Regions from separate parts of the Mus musculus genome. Here region 2 is linked to region 1. Evidence: chromatin contacts called from public Hi-C data. All regions are on one chromosome and are shown on one strand. The core of a region is the stretch at or near the end of the contact, and the rest is flanking DNA. Distances in the headings are between cores, read along the strand shown. Region 1 overlaps Gna14 (guanine nucleotide binding protein, alpha 14). Region 2 overlaps Gna14 (guanine nucleotide binding protein, alpha 14).

The links. Hi-C and Micro-C count contacts between places; a contact is called where the count stands out from the background.
Region 2: a contact with region 1 is called in a Hi-C map of the N1E-115 cell line, with 12 times the contacts expected there. The contact joins two enhancer-like sites. A contact is called at or near these places in 9 of 484 Hi-C or Micro-C datasets (the G1E-ER4 cell line, the N1E-115 cell line, Sertoli cells and 6 more) and 1 of 115 datasets of contacts at active chromatin or transcription factors (embryonic stem cells).

Annotation. Positions count from the first base shown.
Region 1 is chr19:16,527,748-16,531,932 of GRCm38.p6, reverse strand. The region is part of intron 1 of Gna14 (guanine nucleotide binding protein, alpha 14); the gene reads right to left. Among named protein-coding and RNA genes, the nearest start is that of Gm41811, 54 kb to the left of the region's middle. Within about 2 kb of position 2,447, at least 8 of the 459 cell types and tissues checked have an H3K27ac peak or open chromatin away from gene starts, as enhancers often do. A contact at or near this core is called in the N1E-115 cell line, where this site is marked.
Region 2 is chr19:16,596,115-16,600,054 of GRCm38.p6, reverse strand. It overlaps Gna14 (guanine nucleotide binding protein, alpha 14), which reads right to left. Exons shown (of 7, transcript NM_008137.4): 3 at 961-1,115. Among named protein-coding and RNA genes, the nearest start is that of Gm41811, 15 kb to the right of the region's middle. Within about 2 kb of position 1,309, at least 46 of the 459 cell types and tissues checked have an H3K27ac peak or open chromatin away from gene starts, as enhancers often do. A contact at or near this core is called in the N1E-115 cell line, where this site is marked.

The sequences.
Region 1 (4,185 bases), core at 1,198-3,697:
ATAACAGTCTTTTCATTGCTACTTCATAACTGTAATTTTGGTACTGTTACGAATAGTAATATAAATAATTGATATGCAGGATATCTGATATGACTCCTGGGAAAGGGGCTGTGACCCACGGTTTGAGAACCAATGATATAGACATTCTCACAGGTATGCCTGGGAACCTGTCTCCTCAGTGTCAACTTGATAATTAATACTAGCCATTACACGAATGCTGGCCATCTTTGTGCCTGGTATGATACCTGACCTTTGGTATCATAAATAAATATTGAGCAGTGCTTGATGTTAGGTCTCAGTTGCTCTCTGCCTCATTATCTGAGTCAGGGTCTCTCCCAAAAATCTGCAACTCCTGGAATCAGCTAGGTTAGCTGGTTAACCAGGAAGTTCTAGCTAGAGCTCCACCCACCTCCACCTTCCCAGCTGTCGTGTCGTGACTATGTACCACCAAGCTAGCCTTTTACATGACTGCTAAAGAAATAAATTCAGATCTTTATATGTAGGCAGCAAGCACTGAATCGTCCCCCGAGATCCCTTCTGAATTATCTTTTAACTAACATGGAAATAACTCAGCGTTGTGCAACCGACTGTCAGAACTCTTTCAATCTTACAAAATGGAACCCCAACCTCAGCCTTGGTGAACACCCTCAATTTCTGCTCTGTCTACCTTGACTCCTCTTGACACCTCACCGACATGAAGTCATACAACCTTTGTTCTTTTGTGCCTGACTTACTTCAGCGAGCATCCTCAAGTTCGTGTCCACACTCAGCAGTCCTTCCCTGAATAGCAGATCTCTAAAGTTTTCAAATACAAGATATTTTTTTAAATCTACCAAGTTACAATTACCTAACTCAACACTTGGGAAAACAGAATATGCCGATTCTCTGTGCCCCAGCCTGTGTTCCATGTGTGTCAAGAGACTCTGATCACATAGGTAAGTAAAGGAAGGCCCTAGAAGGAGCCTCGTGCTGATATTCAACGGCCTCTCCAGCATGACAATTGGATGCTGATACCAACAAATATTAAAGGAGTCGCTATGCTGGGGAATCTACCCGAGTCGCCCCCTTTAGTCTTCAGAACCACTCTGAAATAAGTGCTGTTCTCTGCAGTACAGAGATGAGAACCGGGGGATTCAGATTGCCTATGTAAAGTCTGCACTACACATAGGTACCAAGAGAAAGGCCTGAAATTGATTCACCTGGACTCCACTAACAAGCTCCACTATCACGGAAGATCTGGCTCAGAAACCAAAGGACTTGGTGGTACTGGACTCGGAAGAGTCAGTCCAGCCATACACTGGATAAAGCCCAGACAAGCCACCGTCTTTCAGATACATCCTGCTCAGGTCCTGCTGGGCTCAGCACACTCTTGTGATGTTCCCCATGAAGAAGTCAGCACATGGGGAGTTAACTTTACTGTGTTTCTTCCTGTGACTCAGCTCTCATATTAACTAGGTTTTCCTAGATCTACTCAAAGAACTGCATGAAAACTGAGCAGAGGACCAACTCCCTCTCCTAAATGTTACTATCAATGCTTGACCCAAAGTCCTAAGGCAGATTAGCTCTCTGTTCCCGTGGAATTCTGGGGTCCCTCTCCCCCAGTTCCAATACTCTGTTGCTTTAGTCTCTTCCGCCAGCAGCACTGAGCCTCTGGTCCCATGCCAGTTCATCCCAAACAAATATTAGTCCTGTGTTTTACAGATGAAGAAGTCAAGGTGAACATGGAGATTATGTAACTTCTTCAAGCAAACTGTCACTGTGACCTTGAAGCCAGACTCACTCAAGACAGCTTGAAATTCAGCAGCAAGATAAGAACGCTTCCAGTAGCAGGGCTCATTCCCTTACACCAGGACAAAGGCAGTCACAAACGTTTCAAAAGCCTCTGTATTTTGGGGCATTAAAACCAACCAACCAACCAACCAACCAGAAAACCTACTTTAGAACACTTTTTAAGATTAAATAACAAAAGTACTTAAGAAAACCATTATTTAAAAGTACTCTTTAAATCTTTTGGTTCAAACACCCAAACACACACACACACAGGAGGCAAAGAAGAAAATAGAATGACTGACACCAATCACTGAAGACCAAGATCAAGAACAGGAAGAAGCCATGTAGAGGAGGTCCTCTGTTCTCATTAAAGCTGCTCTACAACCCAGCTGATACCATCTTTTTTTTTTTTTTTTTTTTTTTTTAAGAAGAGAAACTGAGAATCATAAAGACTGCACAGGTTGTTCAAGTTTATGCAGCTTGATAGTGTTGGCCTGCATCTGAATCAGGTCTGCATTGGCACATGATCTTCCCATGACAATGTGGTACTTTCCTAAATAAAAGGTCTCCCCTACTACACAAACTGAAATTACAAAAGGAAAGCCTTATTCCTTCATCCTGCAGAACTGTGTTAGACCAGGGATGGCTCCAGCAGCAGGGGGCAGCAGGCAAGAGGGAGTGAAGGTAGGTCATGACATCATGCCTTCTACAGTGGCAGTTGTGGCAGGGCCACAGGGATTGGTGAGCTCAAATCAAGGATCTGAGCTTATCCATTTACCAGTTCCAAAAAGAAACTCCACATTCAGATTTCATGTACACATTTATTCATTTATTCAGAGGAAAAAGTGAACAACCAACAGCATACCTCTGGGGATGAAAACTACTAGTGTTTTTTACTGGGTGGTTTTTAATTGAGGAGTGGCTGGCTTAGCTCTCCTTCCTCACCCCACTACTTTAGCCAATTATCTTCTAAAACATGGGTGTGGGCCCATGCTGCTGGGCTAATTGCATCAGTCCAAAATGAGCCTGGTGGGGTTTCTCCTGCAAATGGAGGAAAGAAGGAACCCTCCACTCACATCAGATTTTTATTCCAAACAGGGGCCAAGCCTTTGGTCTGGAAAGGGAATTTTGGTGTTAGATTACCAGGGATTGCTCCAGGAGAAATTCCACCCAGACTCGGCATGCAGCAACACAGGTTCAGTCTTCAGTAAAAATAAGGGAAATGGCACCTCTCTGTTTACTTTGCATTTCTCCATTTGCATATTTGAAGTCACTAAATGACATCCCAACCAACAAGGGGATGCCAATGTACACAATGGGAGTCATATATGTCAGACCATATCAAATGTCCATGTACATGATGGGCTCTAAGCTTATAATGAAACCAAACAATTCCCATCATGCCATATTGTCACTTACCATTTAACATTGAGGGATGTTCAAGTACACAAATACCACCGTGTTATAACTGCCTACAGTATTCAGGACAGTGATATATTGCATAGATTTGCAGTCTATACACACAGCCTATGCTTGCAGAGGCTGTATCATCTTGGTTTGTGTAAATATAATCTATTATGTTTGGACAATGGCGAAATGTGTTTTACAGAACATATGGCCATCATTAGGTTAAGCATGTCTGTACTTTTCAATTCTTATCTGTGTCCGTCAAGAGCCTGCTATGTGAGCTGCTTGCCTGTCCTCTCACTGCCACTGCCTTCCATAATAAAGGCAATGGACAACAGCTGGCAAGACACTCAGGCCAGTAACAGATTCACCAAAAGACCTCCTGTCTGCTTCCTGTCACCATAATTGCTGACATCTCAGCAGGAGAGCATCAAGACACCCCTCCTTCCACTCCACCCCACCCCACCCATCTCTTGCTGTGAAACTCCACTTAGGCAGTTTTGCCCCCTTTTCCATTAAGCAACTGTTCTTTCTTGACCAGTACCCTCAGCACTGGGTAAATGGACATGTGTCTCTTGAGTATAGATAACACATGTTCTATTCTCCTCTCCACAGGCTCCCTGCTGACTATGAGCGAGGGCTGTGGGCCTCTGGCCTTGCAGGGCTGAAAGCTTTCCTACAGTCGTCTTCTTGACTATACTGTCCAGAAGTGTCTCCTAAGCCTCAGTCATGTGTGCATTAATATTGTGATTTGGGCATCTCCATATGATACTTGTGTGACTATCTAATATTTTATTTTATATATTGTTCAGATGTTTGTTATAAGCTATGAAAACCTTGTATTTCCTGTGATGACTAAAGTAAATAAAAGTGACTTTACAATATCCCAGCAGAAATTCTTCCCAGCTTTTTGGGGAATTACCCACAAAAGATCGTCCTATGTAGATAAAACTATTCCTTCTACTACTCATCCAAGAGGCTCTCCTAATCCTGATCCCTTCCCTCTTC
Region 2 (3,940 bases), core at 60-2,559, 69 kb before region 1:
TTCCTCCCCTCTCTGCTGCCAGTCTAGCGTCTTAGTGGTTTCTTTCCTTCTCCCCCCACCCTGCCCCCCGACATCGTGCTTTTCTGCTGATGTAATTAGATCAATTGTGCCAAGCTGGATTGAACTGAGTGCTGCATGGGACAAATGTCTAGGCAAAGTCATTAAAAGCCATGGGCCTTAACGATGCCTTCCCTGACAGCTGCTTTGTCCAGTCCAAGCTAGTTCAGGAAGAGGCCAACATGTAAAAGGAACGGAGTGGGTTTGGGGAGTTTCGTGGTCCTGGGAGGAGGAACCAAACTGCAGGAGCATAAACAAGCTGCAACCCCAAGAAGTAAGCTGTGTGCTCAGTCACCTGTGGGTCACAGCCAGCCCTAGGGGACTCTTAAGAAAGAAGAAATGTTGTGATATCTCCAAGATAGTATGCGATAGAAATTTTGATGATGTTGATGGTTTAAATCTAAAGCTTTATGGATCCCAAATACATTAAGTGGTTGACTTTCTGAGAGGGTCAAATAAGCCAGCCGAGAGGCCTGTGTGCTGGTCTTGCAATGCCAATGTCTATCACTAGAGGGCACTACAAGATCGGCAACCAATTTAAGCAAAGCCTAAGCCCGCCTGCAGTTTCCAGAGGGATACAGAGAGGAAGAAAGCGGAAAAACCACAGGCAGGTGTGTTCTTTGCTTAAATCATAACCTCTGCTCCAAAACTTAGATCCGTTCCACTAAAGGAATCTCCAACTTAATTGGGTGAGAGAAGGTGGCTGCTAACCCCAAGGGACATCTGGGACAGAGAATTAGGGGAGAAGAGGCCAAGAAGCAGGCCAGGAGGTCAGGGGAAACACCCACCCACACACATCCTCACTCCCCCACCCACCCCCACCCACACCCCCTGCCTCTCTGCCTCCTGGGAAGTGAAGCCTTGCAGAGTTGGCTTAGCAGCAGCTGCCGGCTGAGTACTCACTATTTGGCAGAGTCTGACAGCTGGTACTCCCTCCTCCTGTCGTAACACTCCTGGATTCCGGGATCCAGCCACAGCTGCTTGATGGCTGCCACCTGGTCTCTAGAGAGTGCAGTGACCTTGTCTACTTCCACTTCCCTGATGATCTGGGCATTTTCCTGTCCAACGGAAAGGAAATACCACGTTGAGCACAGAAAAGCATGACAGATAAGGGGATGATCTGGGGTGGAGGGCTCTGACAGGTGCTGGGCTGTGCACAGCCAAACCCTCAGAAACCAGAAGACTAGGCGGGGTGATTTGGTTGCTCAGTCTAGAGACGTGAAACAGACCGCACTAGACCTGCGCCTCCAGTCCAGCAATAGCAGAGGCAGCTGCTCAGACCCGGCACCCAGGTGTGAACAGAGACACCCACGCCCTGTAGCCACTTTCACTTTTCCCACTTTCTGTTCATTCCAACATCTATGTAGCCAGCAATGGACATAAACTGTTGTATCAGTCACAAACCAGGATTGTTTGGTTAGAAGTGGACTGGCCCCAGGTGTAAGAACAGGGACACACTCTCTCTGTAAACGGAAAAATCAGTGCCAACTGTCACCCTGCCCTTTTTCTCCCTCTTAAGTTTTTTTTTTTTCCTTTTCTTTTTCTTTGTATTTCTTTGAAGTAGATTTTACTTTGTAGAGCAGCATTAAGATTCAGCAGAAATCTTCAGCTCAACAGAAAGTTCCCATATGCCAGCCACGTAGTCCTGTGCATCAATCAGCGCACAGTTCTTTCCCACCTAGGAACCACTCCCAGATCACCTGCTCTGCACGACAACTACTAGACAGTGTTTATTGTAGCTATTACTCCGTTAGCACACTAAGGATTACAGGCAGGAGCTCTGTGAGAGTGTATGCCCAGTGGATACTTCTCACTTGCAATCCTAGCGCATATCCATCGCACCTGAACCTCTGCATGTGATTCCTTCCACTGTCCTTAGCCAGAGAGCGTGATCCAGGGTCCTGGAGGGCCTTGAGTAGAGCATAGGTACTGTCCCCAACCTTCTGGCTTCCCATTGCCGCTCTGTTGTTTCCTCTTGCCCTATGACTGCCCTCTACCCTCTACATCTGAAGTGGCCATGTGCCTCTGTCTTCAAACAAGTCCGGGAAAACTCCACAAAAGCAGAGTAAAAAATCTCACTTGTGCTTTTATCCAAGAGTTCAGCTCCTTTTCTGCAAGCAGTTGGTGCTTTCTTTGATAATGTGAGCTCAATAAACACATGTGGCACATGTATCTATGTAGCATGTCAGAAATCCACAGCCATGGGATATGACTAGTGTGGGGAGACGCCTTGCAGAGAGGGGGGAGTCCACAGAGGAATCTGGGGATTCACGGTGGTGCCTCTCAGCCAGTTACCTCGCTAACTCCGCCCCTTCTTGCATGTCATGCACCATAGGCTGTTTTCTTAAATTTAACAATGAAGTCCAGCTTTGCTGTTGAGAATTAAAGCCAAACAGTTGACAGAGGACTGGGTGGGGCACTGCCATGCTACATGGCAGGGGGGGTGGGGGAGGATGAGGGGAATAGAGGGATGGGGGAGGGGGAAGGTTGGTCAGCATCAATGTATGCCCAGGAAGCAGATGAATAAAGTGAGCCTGCTGGTCTTAAGAGTCTCAGGGAGAAGCAGTCAGACTGGAAGACAGAAGAGTTTGGGAGCAAGCCAGCAGTTGCAGAAACATCACCGATGACCAGGCTCTCATAGAGAGTTCAGCACGGACGTGGATGAACGTGGCAGAATAACTCGTTATTTTACACAACTGCAATATACTAATAAGAAGGGGAAACACAGGGCTCAACAAGAACTTTCCTTTCCCCGATTCTCAAAAATCAACATTTTTGCTGCTGGAAGAGGGAACACAGAAGACAGAAGTATGTCACACGGAAGTTCCCAGGCCACCCGTGAAAGGGCCACAGGTGAAGTGGTGGTGCCTTCACCTAGGGCCCTGGCTTCTGCTGAGTGTCCCTGTCAAGTACAGTGAGCTTCTAGTTGCAACCCAGCAGGCTGCCCAACCCGCCAGGCCCTCATCACAGGGGCTGCTCCTCTGTCAACTGCCCAGCACAGCAGCCATCTCTGCGGGGCCTTTTGTTAGGTAAGTAAGGGTTTGTGGTTTACATTTGTCTATGTATTTTAATTGGCAAGTTGATTCTACATAGTTATGGTATATATACCACATGTTCTCTTGACCTATGTAAATAATGTATATGGCTAAGCCGAGCTATTTAAGACGTGTGTGTGTGTGTGTGTGTGTGTGTGTGTGTATGTGTGTGTTTGTGTGTGTGTATATGTGTGTGTTTGTGTGTGTGTATGTGTGTGTGTGTGTGTGTGTGTGTGTGTGTGTGTGTGTGTGTTTGTGTGTGTATGTGTGTGTGTGTGTGTGTGTGTGTATGTATGTGTGTATGTTTTTGTGTGTGTGTGTGTGTGTGTGTGTGTGTGTGTATGATCTTTGCATGGTAAGGAACACTAAAGAGCTACTCTCTTGGCAATGTTCAAGGAAATAATACACCATCACTAACTTAATCACCAGGATGTATGGGAGGTCTCTTGAACAACTTTCTCTTTTCCAGATGATGTTTTAATTAAAATTAAAATTAATATTCATTGGTATGTTATCAATGATAAAAAAAAAAAACCTAACTAGATACTATGGGAACGGTCTATTGACATTCACTATCCATAAGTGCAGCAAGCTTTGCTTTAAAAATGAGGTTAAAAATGTATATATATTTCAAAATGGAAGTTCTCTGCAACACAGGATTGTCAATTACAGTCTCTGATCCATGTTTTCACAACTCTGCCCATGTCCAGAGTCCGCTGCACACTCTACTAAAGCTTGTGAGTGAGGCTTTGAGGCTCCACAGCCATTGGTTTTTGGAGTCTTGCAAGCATTGCTACCAAGGAAATAGCAGGCAGCTGTGCCAGAGGTGCTCCCCCTATAATTCACAT